2 separate regions of the Mus musculus genome follow, and region 1 is linked to region 2. Evidence: chromatin contacts called from public HiChIP or PLAC-seq data. All regions are on one chromosome and are shown on one strand. The core of a region is the stretch at or near the end of the contact, and the rest is flanking DNA. Distances in the headings are between cores, read along the strand shown. Region 1 overlaps Slco3a1 (solute carrier organic anion transporter family, member 3a1). Region 2 has its middle 20 kb from the start of Gm21269.

Region 1 (2,721 bases), core at 140-2,639, 480 kb after region 2:
GCCAGCTTCTCTGCAGTGTGCTCTCCCCAGTACATACTAACTGGATCTCTGCCACAGGCTAGACATAGGGACAGGAAATGCCTGATGCTGGCCTGCCTAGAGAATATGAAGAAGCCCCGCCCCCTTTTCCTTTCCACCTTGTTAAGCGCTCCAGCACACAGGAATTACTGGGAAACAAACAGACGCTAGGCAGTAGAATTGTTTTTCTGACCTTTCTGCCCTGCAGACTATTGATTTGTTTGTCGATAGAAAACTTAGGCATTTCTTCTAAAATAGGACTTGGTCCCGGAGATGCAACTGTGTAAGAACAACTAAAATGGAAGATATATTGGCACAGAAACCAGGAGTTGAGAGATAAACCCAGGGGTGCTGGAGGTCTAATGCCCAGATTCTTGAGACAACAAAAGCTATAGCTTCTCTTACAGGGGGATGTGTTTTTCTCCTCTGTCCTGCAGGCATTGAAAAGCTGACTGCATTTTACTAATACTTACCAAAAAGTGGATGGTAAGAATGATTAGTGGGGGAGGGTGAACTTGCATTGCCCAGCAGTTTCCAGGGAGAGAAAACTGTGGTATGTTATCATGATGGCCAGGGTTGAATTTCTTTTAAAACTGTGATGTTACATCTTATGAAACACACAAAGACCATCCTGGTAAACTTTCCAACTTGGAAAACTGGATATGCAGATACCTCCATAACCAGCATTCAAGTCAAGCTTAGAACAACTCCAGATACTTTGGGGCTTGGGAGTGTTTGATCCTTGGCACTTTCATAAGAGCCAGGAGAAGAGGCAAATGTCTGGAATCCCAGAGCTAGATTGTAGGCAGACAGGTTGAGCCCAGCAGCATGCTGGCCAGCTGGTTCAGTGTGAAAAAGACTTTGCATCAAAAACTAGGGTAGAGAGGGACTGAAGAAGACACCCACTGTTGACCTCTGGCCTCCGCATGCACATGTGTGAAAATGAACCTGCATATACAGGTACATTACATACATGCACATATACATATTCCACGTAACTAGACTCAAAGGCATACATAAATGCACGCACACACACACACACACACACACACACACACACGCACTCACTTCACACACACACACACACACACACACACACTCACTTGCAGCTGCCTAGGAGGCTCCTGGGTACCTCTCTGTAGCTGTAACCTTCAAGGACAACTGTGGCTCTGGCTTCTTTTACTTTAATTGGCAATTCATCTTTTTTTTTAAGTCCCATAAATACATTCTCTTGTGTGTGACATCTTCCAACCCATACACATTCCCATGGAAGGCTGTGTGAGAATTCGTCCTTTCCTGAGCTGTGTCGTATAGAATGAACAGTCTATAGCTTATTTACCCATTCTGCTGCAGACAGACACTTGGGTTAGTTCCAGCTTGAGATCATTATGCATAAAGCTGCTCTGAATGTTGTTATATATGCATATGTAAATGAGTGGACCTAAACACTCGATTCTGTTGGATAAGTGCCCAGAAACGGAACTGATGGATCACAGCACAGGCATATGCTGAGCTTTAATGGGTGCTGCAAAAACTGCCCGAAGCAGAGGCTCGCTCCCCGGGCATCTCCACTGCAGTGTGGGTTCCAGTTGCTCCTCATTCTCGCCAGCACTCAGCACTATCATCTGGTTGGTGCATCACTGTGCCCCCTATAGATTTCAATGTGCATGTCCCTCATCACCCATGCTGGTCTGCATCCTTTGCATTGATTGGCCATTTTGTAAAGCAATGGGGAATCTCTCTCTATACATATACTGTCCCCCTTCTCTCTCTCTGTTTGTATGTTTGTGTGTGTACATGCATACGTGTTTGTGTGCACGCACAGCTGCACGTGGGTGTATAGGTGCTGGCAGCTGAAGTATGGAACCTTTACCCATGGATCTCCACTTAATTTAAAATTTGTATTTTATTTTATATATATGGGCATTCTCCCTGTGTATGTATGCTTATGCACCATCTGTATACCTTGTGTCCACAGGGCAGAAGAGAACACTGAGTCCCCTGAAACCTAACTTATTGGCAGTTGTGAGCTACCATGTACATACTGGGAATTTAACCTAGGTCCTCTCAAAGAGCAGCCAGTTCTCTTAACCATGGAGCTGTCTTTCCAGCCCCCCCCCCCTTATTTTTTGAGATGCAGCAGCTCACCGAATCCAAGAGTTTACCAGTTGTTTGGACTGACTACCTAGTGAACTCTGGGGATCTGTCTGTCTCTTCTTCCCTCAGTCATGAGGTAATAGATATGCCCTGCCTTGCCAGACTCTTAAGTAGGTGCTGGGCACACAGGCTCACATCCTCATACTCAGGCAGTAGGGGCTTTACTAATCAAACTATTTTATCAAAGATTTATTATTTTTGTTTTAGGTGTCCATGTTTTGCCGGAATGCATATGCATGCAACCACCATGTGCATTCGAGGTGCCTGCAGGTCAGAAGAGGGTGTAAGATCCCTTAGAACTAGAGCTATGGGTGGCTATGGGCCATAAAGTGAGCCTCAAACCCAGGTCCTCTGCAAGAAGAACTCATGCTGTTAATTTCAGAGCCATCTCTCCAGCCCCACCCCAGGAGGTGTTAAAGGGTAAGCTAAGAACACCCTCCTATTTCTCCTAGTTGACAAAGAAGATGAAGTATAGGGGTTGGAGCCCTCTCTGCCACCTGGCCATACACTGCACTCAGCAGCCTTAATCACAGGACCCTCCTCTGC
Region 2 (2,858 bases), core at 263-2,762:
AAAAGCAAGTTGGGGAGGAAAGAGTTTATTGGACTTCCACTGAAGGAAAGCAGGACAGAAATTCAAGCAAGGCAGGAACCTAGAGGCAGGGGCTGATACAGGAACCATGGAGGGATGCTGCTTACTGGCTTGCTCTTCATGGCTTGCTTAGGCTGCTTTCTTACAGAACCAGCCACCAGCCCAGGGATTGCACCACCCACAACAGGCTGGGACCTCCCGCATCTATCACTACTTAAGAAAATGCCCTACAGGCTTGAGTACTGCCAGAGAGTCATTTTAAAAAGTAAAATGGCATTTATTTAGCTTTTAGGAAATTAAATAAAAAACTCAGAATAAAGCAAAATCAAAACTATAACATGTCAGATGACTGACCATGTCCAAGTACAACAGCACTTACTAATAAACATAAAAATAAAATTTACCATGATAGTTGCTCTTTCCCAACTTGTACTGCATGGTTGTTTTTGAGAAGCCTACACTAGCCCACCCCCTACGATGTGACCGAGATTACAGTCCCATAGGGGAACGAGTTTCTATTCTTACAGGTCCCATACAACCAGTTCCTCAGAACTTCTAAACTGGCACTTTCATGAAGAGAACAGGCACAAGCCATCCTGGCTCTGGCATCATAGGTGTTCTAAGCCCTGCCCATGACAACAGTTCTAACCCATCAGCATTCCTGGCAGCCTGGTCTCTAGCCCCTGCCACCGTCCTCAGAAGCAGCCTCTCGAACTGCGCCTAAACTGCAATGACAGAGCTGTAGGTCAAACTTAGACCTGTGCTCCTGAGAGCACAGCCTGATCTTACGGAGGGATTTTTCCAATCCAGTGTCGCTCCCCTCAGATGACTATTGTTTGTCTCAAGCTGACCCAGCAAGTTTTGAACAAGACACACACACATGTACACACACACACACACACACACACACACACACACACACACACACATAAACACACACACACACGCACACAGGGGTATAACATACATGTCTCATACCTGTGGAGGTTAAATGAAGGCATTAGGTCCCTCTGGAACTAGACCTCCACATGAGTGCTGGAAACCGAACTTGGGTCCTCTGTAAGAGCAAACGCCCAGCTGCTGAGTTCTCTTTCCAGAGCACACAATTCATCTTTTTACACTGTGTACTATTTATAAACCTCTATTACTATTTTCACATTTGCCTTTGAATTAATATTATAAAAAAGAGTACTTTTTTTTTTAAATCTCAGAATCACACCAACTCTCATTTATCTGTGTAGAATAGTTACCTTTCTTGGTGTTGATTATGTCTGTGGCTTTGAGCAACCACCTAGTGTTCTTTCAAGTTCAGACAGAACAACTCTCGACTAGTAGCAGACTCCTTCAGATTCTGTTTAATCTGTAAACACTTCATTTCTGTTCCATCGTTGATGTGGCTTGGAAGTGAGGCATCTCCCTTAGACTCATGTGTCTGAATGCTTGTTCCCTAGCTGGTGACGATGCTTCTGGAGATTGTGCAGATGGTAGGAGGTGGAGTCTTACTGAAAGAAGTGGATTGCTGGATTCAGGTCCTATGGGGTATAGCCTGGCCCCGCTTCCCCACTGAGTGCTGGAAAGTGAGTCTCTGCTTTCTGGTCCACCGAGCTATGAGACATCTCAGTCTCTTCTCTCGCTACCGTGAATTAACCATGCATTTCCTGCATAATAGACTTTATCCTCTCACTGGATGAGCCCAAATCAATCCTTATTCCTAGAGTTGCTTCTGTTAAGTACTGTGTCACAAGGATGAAAAAATGCAGCTGACATAGCAAGCAAGGCTGAAGCATCTGGATATAGAGTTCTCCCATGATGGCATTTTTACTTTCTTTCAGCATTTTGAATATTATAACACCCTCCTGCTTTCTGATGACTGAGAGGCTGTGAATCTTATCAATGGTTCCTTGCATGACAAATGTCTTTGATAACACATGGTGGGATTTGTTATTGTGCAAATAGTAGAAATTCTCATTTCCAAGTCATAGCTTACAGACAGTACAGGCAAAGCTCTTTTCTTGGTACTTCAGCTGGCAAGCTCAAAGGACCTAACGTCAGAGTGGCAAGCACCTGCTCACTTAACAAAGGGGCTGCAGGTTTTTACTGACGTTCTGGGCTTGGTCAGTGTAGCTTTGATTGGTCATAGGCAAGGGTTTATACTCACTGTGCAAAGCCTTGGATCTCACCTGAACTTGGACCATATTTATGTTCCTCTACTGTCTCTTGTCTCGTCTCCCCCTGTAGTCTTCCCTTTACTCTTCCTCAACAGTTTCCCCACTATTTTCATGTCATATGTGCATGCACACATATGTAAATATGAGTACAATCTAGGTTCTACCTATGAGAGAAAACAAGTGATTTTTTTTTCCTTTCTGGACCTGGCCTTTTTTTTTTTTTTTTTTTTTTGCTTAATACGATGATTTCTGAATCCTTCGGTTTCTTGGCAAGGACACAGTGCTGTTCTTGTTTATGGCAGAACAAGACTCCAGTGTGAGCGTGATATTTCCTTTATCAGGTATTTGTGGCTGGATACATAGGAGGCTGATTCCATAGTTGGGTTACTATGAGTGGTGCCATAGGAAAGGTGGATGAGCATGTAGCCCTATGCAATGTTGACTTACTATCCATTGGTTGTATTTAAGCAGTGGGATAGCTGAATTATATATTAGTTTTACTCTGAGGTTTTTGAGGAATCTCCACACTGATTTCCATAGTGACTGCATTAGTGTGCATTATTCCCACCAGCCGTGTATAAAGATTCCTCATTTCCACATTGTCCTCGGCATTTGGTCTTGGTTGTTTGAAATTGTAACCCTTCTGATGATGAGTGACAGAGGATCTCAATA

What was found. HiChIP or PLAC-seq counts read pairs in DNA pulled down with a chosen protein or histone mark.
Region 1: a contact with region 2 is called in an H3K27ac HiChIP or PLAC-seq map of SST interneurons, with 5 times the contacts expected there. The contact joins two enhancer-like sites. A contact is called at or near these places in 1 of 484 Hi-C or Micro-C datasets (embryonic limb bud) and 2 of 115 datasets of contacts at active chromatin or transcription factors (SST interneurons and embryonic stem cells).

The regions. Positions count from the first base shown.
Region 1 is chr7:74,323,817-74,326,537 of GRCm38.p6, forward strand. All of the region lies in intron 5 of Slco3a1 (solute carrier organic anion transporter family, member 3a1), which reads right to left. Among named protein-coding and RNA genes, the nearest start is that of Slco3a1, 230 kb to the right of the region's middle. Within about 2 kb of position 1,390, at least 25 of the 459 cell types and tissues checked have an H3K27ac peak or open chromatin away from gene starts, as enhancers often do. A contact at or near this core is called in SST interneurons, where this site is marked.
Region 2 is chr7:73,844,824-73,847,681 of GRCm38.p6, forward strand. No RefSeq gene overlaps it. Among named protein-coding and RNA genes, the nearest start is that of Gm21269, 20 kb to the left of the region's middle. Within about 2 kb of position 1,513, at least 1 of the 459 cell types and tissues checked has an H3K27ac peak or open chromatin away from gene starts, as enhancers often do. A contact at or near this core is called in SST interneurons, where this site is marked.